2 separate regions of the Mus musculus genome follow, and region 2 is linked to region 1. The links are chromatin contacts, called in public promoter capture Hi-C maps. All regions are on one chromosome and are shown on one strand. The core of a region is the stretch at or near the end of the contact, and the rest is flanking DNA. Distances in the headings are between cores, read along the strand shown. Region 1 holds the start of Smc5 (structural maintenance of chromosomes 5). Region 2 holds the start of Smarca2 (SWI/SNF related, matrix associated, actin dependent regulator of chromatin, subfamily a, member 2).

Evidence for each region. Promoter capture Hi-C pulls out the DNA fragments that hold promoters and counts their contacts.
Region 2: a promoter capture Hi-C map of pre-B cells shows a contact between it and region 1, with 3 times the contacts expected there.

Annotation. Positions count from the first base shown.
Region 1 is chr19:23,270,921-23,276,537 of GRCm38.p6, forward strand. It overlaps Smc5 (structural maintenance of chromosomes 5), which reads right to left and starts at 2,977. Exons shown (of 25, transcript NM_001252684.1): 1 at 2,714-2,977. The coding sequence starts at 2,898. Gm33950 (a long non-coding RNA gene) reads left to right here and starts at 2,988. Exons shown (of 2, transcript XR_386613.2): 1 at 2,988-3,085; 2 at 3,304-3,439.
Region 2 is chr19:26,602,643-26,608,259 of GRCm38.p6, forward strand. It overlaps Smarca2 (SWI/SNF related, matrix associated, actin dependent regulator of chromatin, subfamily a, member 2), which reads left to right and starts at 2,518. Exons shown (of 33, transcript NM_011416.2): 1 at 2,518-2,591. Gm52395 (a long non-coding RNA gene) reads right to left here and starts at 3,868. Exons shown (of 7, transcript XR_003952911.1): 1 at 3,509-3,868; 2 at 2,607-3,407.

The DNA of each region.
Region 1 (5,617 bases), core at 1,727-4,226:
GTCCTATCTCTAGTCCATCTGAATTCTCTAAGCTTAGCTAGCCCCCCTACTTGCTTGGGACTCACTTCTCTCAGACTCGTTCTGTGACAACTTGGTTGTCAACCTAAATACATCTAGAATTAATTAAAACCCAAGCAGCTGGGTAGACCTGTGAGGGATTTTTTTCTTAAACCACTTGAAGTGGGAAGACCCACTTTTCATCCAGATCTTCTGAGGTGTGAAGATCCACCTTTACTCCGGGCCACACTTTCTGCTGGAAGCCTCTATAAAGGACACAGAGGGAAGCTTGTTCTCTTTGCCTGCTGGCTTCCCCTCTTGCTCTCAGTGACAAGTCCATTTCTTCATTGGCATCAAGAGCCTACCTCTGGGATTCTGAAGACCAGCAGAGACATCCAGTGTCATGGACAAAGTAAGAATAACTACTGGCTTCTTAGAGCCACTGTCAATGGTAGACAGCCTTTGTTGGACAAGCTGAACCAAAGCCTGTAAGCCATTCTAATAAGAAGCCTTTCTGTATATGGATATAGATGTATTCTATAAGTTCTGTTCCTCTAGAAAATCTGAATATACCCCCCCAAATCTAAAATCTTATATTATTAAAATAAACAAAACCATACCCAACTCTGCATTTTTCACCTACTTTTTTTCTTTTTGCTGTTTTGGTCCAAGCTTTTCTTCCTTGGTCTAAAAAGTTTTCTTTTGTACTACTTGATCAAAGGGAAAACATTTTTCCAATTGCTCAATGTAGGAGGCTTCGGTCTCATTACGAGTTCAATGGAGCAGTTACTTCAAGGATTATTTTAACTAAGCCTCTCTGACGAGTCCCCCGTGAGTCTCAGCTCACCTTCCAGTACAGGAGATCTCTGCGCTCATCTTCTCTCATTCTTACAATAAAGACTTTTTTTTTCAATTTTTTATTAGATATTTTCTTCATTAACATTTCAAATGCCATCCTGAAAGTCCCCTATACCCTTTCCTTCCCCGCCCTGATCCTCTACCCACTCACTCCCACTTCTTGGCCCTGGTGTTCCCCTATACTGGGACATATAAAGTTTGCAATACCAAGGGGCCTCTTTTCCCAATGATGGCTGACTAGGCCATCTTCTGCTACATATGCAGCTAGAGACACGAGCTCTGGGGGTTACTGGTTAGTTCATATTGTTGTTCCACCTATAGGGTTGCAGACCCCTTCAGTTCCTCAATAAACACTTTTTAATTCCTCCAATTTATATTTTCCTTTTTGTAATTTCAAAGATTTCTGTAACATCAATAGCCACCTATACACAGGACTCCCAAGCCTGTGACTTATTCTTTTCTCTCTGAGCTCGTCGAGGCCTTTAGAAACTCCATGCATACATCTCTCTTAGCTATCCCACAGGAAAGTTCAAGACAGAGGCGCTCAACTGCATTCATCATTTATTCTCCGTCCACTCCACCCCCCCACTACTCTCTCTTGAATAACCAGATTGGTTAGCCAGAGCCAGACTTGGGAAGAACTAGGACACACTCCTCCACTCTCAGGCCTCACAATCTATAGGCAGATCTTATCAAATAACCCTTTCAGCTCTGCATTCTTGCTTTCTTACTTTAAATATTCTTGCTTGCTATCTGGCACCCTTTCAAAATCACAGGTTCCCGACCGCCTGCCTGCAGGATGATGCTGGAGTTCTTTAGTATAGTAACAGACAAGCCGGAACAATCGTTTCCAACCTCTATTCACCTATGTTCTTACATTCTACCTAAGGTCACTCACGAAACATTACAAACTGGCTTTCAGGCAGTTCCTTCTTTGGGTAATCGTCTTCCCTCCTTTTCTACTTTAGTATCTTCTTCACAAAGCTCTGATGGTTGGGGATGGACTTAGCCTTTTCAGTCTGTGCCTCCCATGAAATCCTGGGTAGATAAGTTACAGCAGATAACCTCATGCTGAGTACAGTTACCTTTCCTGATCAGGATTCAAATTAGCAATTTTGCTATTAGAATCTATACAGACCGGGGCAAAAAAACAATAGCCATGAGTTTATGTCATCAACAAAGACAGGTAGAAACGCAGCGATGTGTAAATAAAACAAACGAACACCTGATACACAACTGCTTGAAAAAAAAATGGTATTGTTATTAAGGGTCTATAAATTATGCAAGCCTACATTTAAGAAAAAATACCTCGAAAAGATAACTCTAAGATGATAAACAGATAATGATATTTCTGGTAACATTTAGAATCTACTCAACTAGTTGGGGTCGGGGCAAGGAAGAAAGGAGGATTGGACGGGGCAAGAATCTGCAAGGAGGTACAAAAACTGGGAACACGATTTTTAATTTCTTTGGTACACTCTAATCTCCAATCAACAACCATTACCATGTCATCTGCCCATTCTGGAAATCGTGTACACTTTTTAAAATTTGCCACTCTGCTGTAACTGTCGAGTTTTGTGAAGTGCACAGGTCCGTGGTAGATCGAGATTCGCAGATTAACAAACTAGAGACCCGGCCCCTTCGTATCTACTGCCTAGAGCCGACGCCTTCCAAAACCACTGGGTGGATAAAAACATCAGGCCACACGCCTACTACAGCCAACACGGCCAGTCTTCGTGGCCTAGGCAGGGAATGCCTCAGGGTTAGCCTGGCACAGGTTCCCCACCGCCGGGCACAGCCCACCGCCCCGGGCCTGCGGGCCGCTTGCTCCCGCCCAGCGCGGCCTGCCGCCACTCACAAGAAGTTCTCCATGGCGATGCGGACGATTGAGCCCTCGACGAAGGTCCCGGACGGCCGCGGCAGCGTCGGCAACGGGTTCGAGTTCTTTCTCTTGCTCGGGACCTCGGAGGAAGCATCTCTCGGGAGAGACCGCTTGGAAACCTGGGGGTTGGGGGGAGCAGCCTTCCCGCTCGGAGTCGCCATCCTGGCTTCCTCCGCGTCCCGCAGCGGCTTCCGTTCCCGGCGAGCCGCAGCCCAGGAGCCTCCGCGCCCGGCTCCCGCGCTAACTGACCCCGCCTGACCCCGCCCCCGCGGCCCCGATGCGCTTGCGCGGTTCCGCCCCGCAAACCCGAGGCCACGCCCCGACCAACGCTCCCCGGTGGCCTCAGAGGTGCGATGTGTGTGTGTGTGTGTCTGTGTGTGTGTGTGTGTGTGTATGTGTCTCTGTGTGTGTCTCTGTGTGTGTCTCTGTGTGTTTCTCGTGTGTGTGTGTGTGTGTGTGTGTGTGTGTGTGTGTGTGTGTGTGTGTGTGTGTGTGTGTGTGTTACTACTTTGCAACGGTCCCTCCCAGAACTCCAGGCTTCATCTGTCTTATGTTCTACATTGCAGTTTCCTTCCCTGGTGCTCAAATGAACTCCAAAGAAAAGATGCCTGTTGACTGTGCCTGTTGTTGGAAGCATGGCACTAACAACCATCTGATGCTCTCAAGATTGTGAAGAGTGTATTAATTACTTGCCCACTCACACTTCCTAGTCCTTTTATTGTATAATTTATTTATTTTTATTTTATGTGCATTGATGTTTTGCCTGCATGTATGTATGTCTGTGTGAGGGTGTCAGATCTCGGAGTTACAGACAGTGGAACCCAGGTCCTCTAGAATAGCAGTCCGTTCTCTTAACCACTGGGCCATCATGCTATCTCCCAGCACATACATTTATTTATTTATTTGAGACAGACTCTTTATATAGCTCTAGATGGACTACTACTCACTAGAGAGCCCAGGCTGGTCTTGAACTTTTACTACTTCTGCTTCCTTAGTGCAGCCACCAGTTCCAGTGCAGCCACCAGATGGCCTCTCCCTTCAGGGTTTCTTTTTTCTTTTCTTTCTTTCTTTTATTTAATTAAGCATTTCACTTATTTACAACCCAAATGTTGTCTCTCTCCCCCCCCCAGAGTTCTTCCCCCCCCCCCCCATCGCTCCTCCTCTTTGACTCTGAGAGGGTGCCTCTCCCTTGGTATCCCCCCTCCCTGGGGCATCCAGTCTCTGCAGGACTAAGCACATCCTCTTCCACTAAGGCCAGACAAGGCTGCTCTCTGCTACATATGTGCTGGTGGCCTTGGACCAGCCCATGTATGTTCTTTGGTTGGTGGCTTATTCTCTGGGAGCTCCTAGGGGTTCAGGTTAGTTGATATTGTTGGTCTACCTATGGGGTTACCATCCCCTTCGCTTTCTTCAATCCTTCCTTTAAATCTTCCATAGGGGTCCTTTCAGGGTCTTTAAATTCCCTGCTTCTTTAGGAATGGCTCTACCTCCCTGTGCCCATGTTCATCTCATTAGCCCTTTCAAAGATTATGCCCCTGAAGCCCATAGGCAACATTCACCCAACCAATAATAACCGGCCAGAGACTAGGGTAATGGGGAAATAAAGATAAACCATTAAATAGTTTTAAGTAGGAGAGGCCTGTGATCTAATTAAAGCTTTTCAGTCATTCTGCTTGCTGTGTGGAAAACTCATTGAAAGGAGACCTGGGGAGGCCAGTTAGAAATCCCATGCAGTAGAGTCCTCTTTTGACCACTAGAACCAACACTCCTTTTTGCAGGCCCCTGCTTCTTTCTCTCATACAAATGGAATCTGCTCAGTAAAAGTTAAAATGAAAGAAAACATAATCATTGTAGAAAGCATATAAACTTGTTATGGGTACTTGATGTGTGTGTGTGCCTCTGTGTGTGTGTGTGTAAAAATTAAGGAATACCTTGTAAAATGTTCAAGTAACAGGAAGAAATAAAAAGACCCAGTGCTTAGGATACCATGCTGCTAGTACTTCTACACATAGCTGGTATATTCTTGGCTTCAAGAACTTAAAGGTTGCCAGGCATGGTGGTGTATGCCTGCAGTCTCAACACTCAGTATACTGGCCAGGAAGATCACAAATCCTATCAAGGAGAAGGAGGGAGGAGAGGAGAGTCAGATTCTGAACAAGTAATTAGTTATGAGGGAATTTATTCTATGGACAAATAAGAATATAACCAGCAATGGTGGGACTTAAGAGCTTCACCATTAAAGTTAAAGAGTTAATGGGACCAGCGTTACCATTTCGTGCCAGGATGAGACTTTTAGAATGCTGTTAAAGTTATGTTTCTAAACTTAAAAGTTGGGAACAAATCCCCAAATTTGGATGACTGCAGAAAGACAGTCATACTGTGGGTTTTAACTGGCTCGTCATGGTTGCCACTGTATCAGAAAGCACAGTAAAGAAACCACTGAAATGGCCGCTCAGTGCTTGGAAGGGAAAAGCTTACTCCAAGCTGCCAAGACCATCTCTCCAGGAAAGCAGGGCAGGGAGAATGAGGGTTTTAAAGAGACTGAGTAGGAGGTGAGAGGGGCCAAGATGTTAGTGTGGGGGTTGGGAAAGCATAATGAGCATCTGTGAGGGGGGGCGGGGGAGCCTGGAGGCCAGCATGGACTGTGATGTGCAGGTCAGTGCAGCCGTAGGTTCCTTCTGCCAGTGGCAAGGGAAATGATTCCCTTGGGAGATAGCAAAGCATTTCACGAGTTCCAGAGGAATGCTGCTTTTTATCTAAATGCCAGGAATCCTTCTATAGTCCAGGTTGAGCTTTTCTATATATAGGAACTGTCTGAGAGCTAACAGATACCATCCTGAAAGAAGGATAAGGTTGGACCAGCAAGATGATGAAGCACAT
Region 2 (5,617 bases), core at 1,268-3,767, 3.3 Mb after region 1:
AGAGACGGAGAGATACACACAGAGAAATAGAGAAAAGTAGACACACAGAGAGAAAGACACAGGGATGCACACACACACACACAGACAGACACAGACATACAGAGAGACACACAGAGAGAAATAGAAAGAAATAGACATACAGAAAGACACAGAAATGCACAAGTGTACAGACACATACATACAAACACACATACACACAAGACACACACATAAAACACACATACATACAAACACACACACACAAGACACACATATAGAGACAAAGTCAGAGAGAGAGAGAGACACAGAGGGAGACACACACAGAGAGAAATAGAAAGAAGTAGAAGTGGAAAGAAAGACAAGAGATGCGCACATAGAAACACACACACACACACACACACACACGCACGCACTGTGTGATATCATCAAATTGTTAAACCTGGGCTGTGAGGTTGACATGTGAAGGAAACAAATGTAAAACCTAATGCTTGCTAATGAATGCTTATCTTTATAAGTTAAAGCCTTTTATTATACACAATTAGGTTTCTGGCTATAGTCTGGTAAAGCTGAAACCTATTAGGCAGTTAGAAGCTAGTATTTAGATTATGCATTTACTACACTATTAATTGGGCTTAGCGTTTCTTAGAATATATTCCATTACTGTTATACTGGCCTATCCTCAGGCAGAGAAACAATTTCTTACAACCTCCAGGGAGGCACACTATATCCTAGTCCCTTTTGTTTGGTTTAGAAGTTTGCCATGGGATACACAGAAAACATGGAAGCCAAATTTAACAAGCAAATAGCAGCACCTTGGAAAACTATAAAACTCTAGGCTTGTGTGATTGCTCTCCCTGCTTGCCTGCTCCATGCAGTGGAGCCTTGGTAGTGCTTCCTCCCAGGCCTGGGCCAGTGATGTAAACTCTTCCTAATGAGCACACAGGAATCTGACATTGTTCCCGTTGCTCCTTGTCATCAACATACCCAGTACCTAAGCTTGAGCATCCTTAGAATAGCACTTCACACCCAGTGGCTCTCACAGTCAATTCTGTAAAAGTATAAACCATCTTAAAATAGGATTTTACCCCAGGGTGGGAGGGATCCTCAACCAAATAGTCACAGTGCACTTTGAATGACTAATTTACGCCATTACATTGCAAAATAAGGAATAGATCATACTTTTTCATAACATGACCACATAGGAGCAGTTTTAATTTTAAGAGTCAAGCACCTACATTAATCTGAGTCTAATATAATAGGCCTCTGATTTAAAATCTCCTAACATTCTTTCACACTTCATAAAACTAAAAATAAAACCGCCTCACCAAATAGTGACCTAGGGTCCGGCAGACATACTGTATTTCAAGGAAAACTGAAACACTAGCTCTCCAAACCACTACGTGCAGGCAAATTGCAGTTTGTAGCCTTAATTGGTCTTAAATGTGGGGTGGAAGAGAGAGGAGACTTCGGTCTGTAGAGATTGAGATTTATTTCCCTTTTTAAATCAAAAGCAGATCCCATGGTTCAGCTGCCCCCTGACTCTCCCGCCCTACCCTCGCGGGTCGTTCTCTCCTCCCACATTTTTATGTATATTTTATTCGAAGACGACAGGTGAGGGGAGGTGAAAGTGCTTCGTGCCTTTCCGAAGTAAACAGAGGGGTTAGGAGGGTTTATCTGGGTTTATTTATTTACTAGGCGGCCGGCCTCTCAGCTGTTTCTCTTCTCTGGCATTTGGAAGCTTGCAGTCCTTTAGGGATGAGACAGATTTGGCAAGCTCGCTCTTTGTGCCGCCTCCCTTTTCACTGGGGGCTGGGGATGGGTGGGAAGAACGCAAATTTATGACAGCCTTGAGAGAAACGGGGAGGAGGCGGGGGTCGAAAAAGTTTCAGCTCGTATGATAATGCCCATTCCCTCCCACCCCCGCGGCCAACACTGCCACAAACAGCTTTGGTGCCACCCGGAGCCCTGCCCCCGCCGTCCCCTCCCTTTCTCTCTGCAGGCTCGAGCTGGCAGGCGCAGGCACACTTAAATTCCAGCACGGTCTCCACATTCCCCAGAACTACTACGCTCGATTACTACGGCTGCCCTCCCCTTCGCTTCGGGGGGTTCCCCCAGTCTCCTCGGAGAAGCTCGGAAGGCTACTGCCAGCTAAAGGATGTGCGGCTCCCGAGTCCAGCAGGGCTGCGGGCTGGTTGCTTGTCCTGCGCAGTTTCTCTGCTCCAGGCACAAACACGGCGGAGAGCCGGCGCCTCGCAGACACACACAGATCCACGCATACAGTAGAGCTGTCTAGATCCACATTCTTGCACACCGCCCCCTGCTCCCCCCGCGCGCTCCCGGAGTCGCTGAGCAGGGCGAGTGACAGGAGCGTCCCACCAACCCGCGCCGGGCCGGGCAGGGAGGAGCGGCTCGCGGGGCCAACTGCGGCGCGTCTTCCGGCGCCCGTGGAGGCGGCGAGGGTGGGACGCGGGGCGGAGCCCGAGTTTAGGAAGAGGAGGGGACGGCTGTCATCAATGAAGTCATATTCATAATCTAGTCCTCGCTCCCTCTGTTTCTGTACTCTGGGTGACTCAGAGAGGGAAGATTCAGCCAGCACACTGCTCGCGAGCAAGGTAAATATAACTTACAACTCCTTTCTCTTCTCTCCACGGCTCCGGCCTTACAGCAGCCGCAGCGGCCGCCGAACCCCTTGGGCACCGCGCCGCCTTCGCCCCGGATTATGCATCCTTATCCTAATCATTATTTATTGTGCATGCTGGAAGACCAAAACAAACAGGCGGGCCAACCGCTACAACAACAAAAAAGCCCGCCTCTTCCCCGCGGGCCTCAGGTGGAATGCTCTAACCACAGCTCCCGGGTGGCGATAAAAGAAACAAAGTTTCAACCGAACCTCGCCGTTCTAATAATAACAGTAATAATTACTACTTCGAGGGGGCAAGGAGAAGAAATCCCAACATGTCACAGCCTTGACCCTGGGCAGGTTGACAGTGATGCGCTGCCAACTCAGGGTTGCAACACACTCTCCGCCAGGTTGCATCCCCCCCCCCCTCCTATCCCCTAAAAAGCAGAGGTGGGGAGGGCTAGTGGCAAGAGGAGAGGGGGATTTGGGAACTCCGGGCCGGGGGGCGGAGGGGTTGGGAGGCGGGGGACTGGAAACGCGACAGTTCACCCCGAGCCATCCTCCCCGTTAGAGTTGGAAGGGAACAGGAAAGGAGGGAAGGAGGGTGAGGAGCCCGGGCTGGCGGCAGGGCGCCAACCAACACGGCTGCTATTCGCCTCCCGGGGACTTGTTTAAAGGGCTCCGGCTGCGGGGACGAGAGCAGATCTTGGCGGTAGTAGTCTGGGATGGCGCACTGAGCGGGCGGCGGCCACTACCACAGGGTTGGTGCCTTGGGGCTCCGAGGTGTCACCTCCACTCCCGGGGTTCCCTAGGGCAGGGAAGGGAATGTTGATTGGTGACAGGCCTTTAGGTGAAAGGGTTGGCCCCGGGGGCTATGGCCGTGGCGCCGCGGACCCTCTTGTCTGGTACCTAGAGGCAGCGCGGGCTAGGATGTTGAAGTTCGGGGTGTCCAGCCCGGGTCTCATTACAGAGGGTGGAAGGAAGCCCCAAGGAAAGAGGTCCGAGGTGTCCACTAGGCTCTGTTAGCCTCCCCTCCCCTCTCTGGGTTTGTTTTCTTTTGCTTGGTGTCTTTCCTTGGCAAGCGCCGAGGAAGCTGCAGACGCGGGGCGCCTGGGATGGTCTGAGTGTCAGGGGCGCACAGGGACCCGGGAGAGCCACGGCGGCTGAGGGCTGGGGAGGCCATGATCCGGATAATCCTCTCTGCCTGACTGTCACAACAGGACCCGCACGCACCCGGGCAGCGGCCGCGGCGTTCGCCCGGGAAGGGGAAGGGCTGCAGTGGGGAGGAAACAGGGGGTGGCGAAGGAGGGAGGCGGGGAGAGCCGGTGGGAGCCTCCTCCTAGCGATGACACTCACCCCTTCCTTCTTGCTCCCTGCTTTCGAGTTTGCTTTATTCCCATCCCAACATAGTTCACCCCTTCCCTTGCCTCCTCCTCCTCCCCCATCGCTGGGCTGCCTCCCCTCCCATTGGCGTTGCAAAACAGGGCCACGCCATCTGCATAGGTGTCGCGATGTACTTCCCCAAATCACCGGTCCAGCGCGCCAGCCCCTGGGCGCCCTCCAGCCACCAAGCGCACACCAGCACAGTGCCCCCCGGTGCCCCGCACCAGGCCGCGCAGCCTGGACGCAGTGACACCGCTCCGGGCGGGGCGCAGCGCTGAGGACTCTAGGGGACACCCGCGCTCCGGCCCGGGCGCTCACGCTGGTTTCCGGTACCTGCAGGAGATCGCCGGGTGCGGGTGTCTGCATTCACCCCTGCGGCCTGGATTACATTATTATTTTTTTATACCGGTTGCTATTCGCTGCGGATAGTGGTGAGCGCCGGGCTGGTAGGGCTGCCTGGGGGATGGGGGCGGAGGGAAGTTGGACACCAATCAACCCGGAAAAAAAAAGTTTGGCAGTGCTGCAAGTCGGATGGAGGGGCTGGAGGGGGCGGCGGGCTGGCGTGAGTGTGCAGTGCGCTAGGGACCAGTGAGTGGCGAGCTGCGCGGGCTGCGTCTCTAGCCGGAGCACTCCCGGGAGCCGGACGCAGAGCCGGCTGGGTCTGGCGGCGGGAGGCGGTGGCGGTGCGTGCGGCGGCGAGGGCGAGTGCGTGGCGCGCGCGAGCGGCGGAGAATCAGGAAGTCACCGCGGCGAAGCGCACAGACGTGTTTGATCGCCGTGACATGACGCGCGCGAGGGAGGAAGAGGAGGTGGCGGGGGCCGGGCCGCGGGCGCCGGCCTAAGCCGCGCTGTGCACACCGCTCCCTCGCAGCCCCGGGCGGCGCCAGCTCGAGAGCCCTGGCCGTTCAGCGTCGCCCAGGTAAGGAGCCGGCTCCTCCCGCTGTCGCCGCCGCCGCCCGCTGAGCTTTCTAGGTCTTTCTCTGCCGACCCCCCTCCCATCTTTGGCTCGCCTTCCGTGCAAAGTCAGGCAGGCAATCGATTGCAGGGAAAACTTTCCAGCGGGAGGCACTGCGCGGGGGAGATGGAGGCCTCGCGGGTGGCTGGCGTGGTCAGTTCTTTCTGCTCCAGGTCCGGAGAGAGTGAGTCGCTGTGCCCTGCGGCTGTTGCACGTTCAAACTTCGGGCCTAAATGTGCTTCCAACTCTCGCAGGATTTACTCCACGAAGAAAATAAACACCCCAAGCGGTCCACTCTCTCGCGGGGGCCCTTGGGGGTGTTTAAAGCGAAGGAGGATGGTGTAGGAGGGGAGAGAGCGAGGGCGTAGTGCAGAATCATTCCTCATTCAGTGTCTGCACCGGGTGTTATGTAATTTTAGTGGCACATGGGTGCGAAGCCCACACTGGGCTTCTCCCTCCTTTGTTTATATAACTTTTGGGGAGTTTTGCCAGGCTGTCTCCATTATCCCCTCCTCCCCGGTGCAGTGGAGGTTGGTACTTTTGAAAACAGCAGAGTGACCGGAGTTAGCACTGTTTTATAGAGGTGTCATCATTGTGTCCTTTTTAGTCATCTCGTTGACACAGATTCCTTTGTATGTTTAACAATGGAACATAAGGAAGACGTTAAGTACTCACGTTTG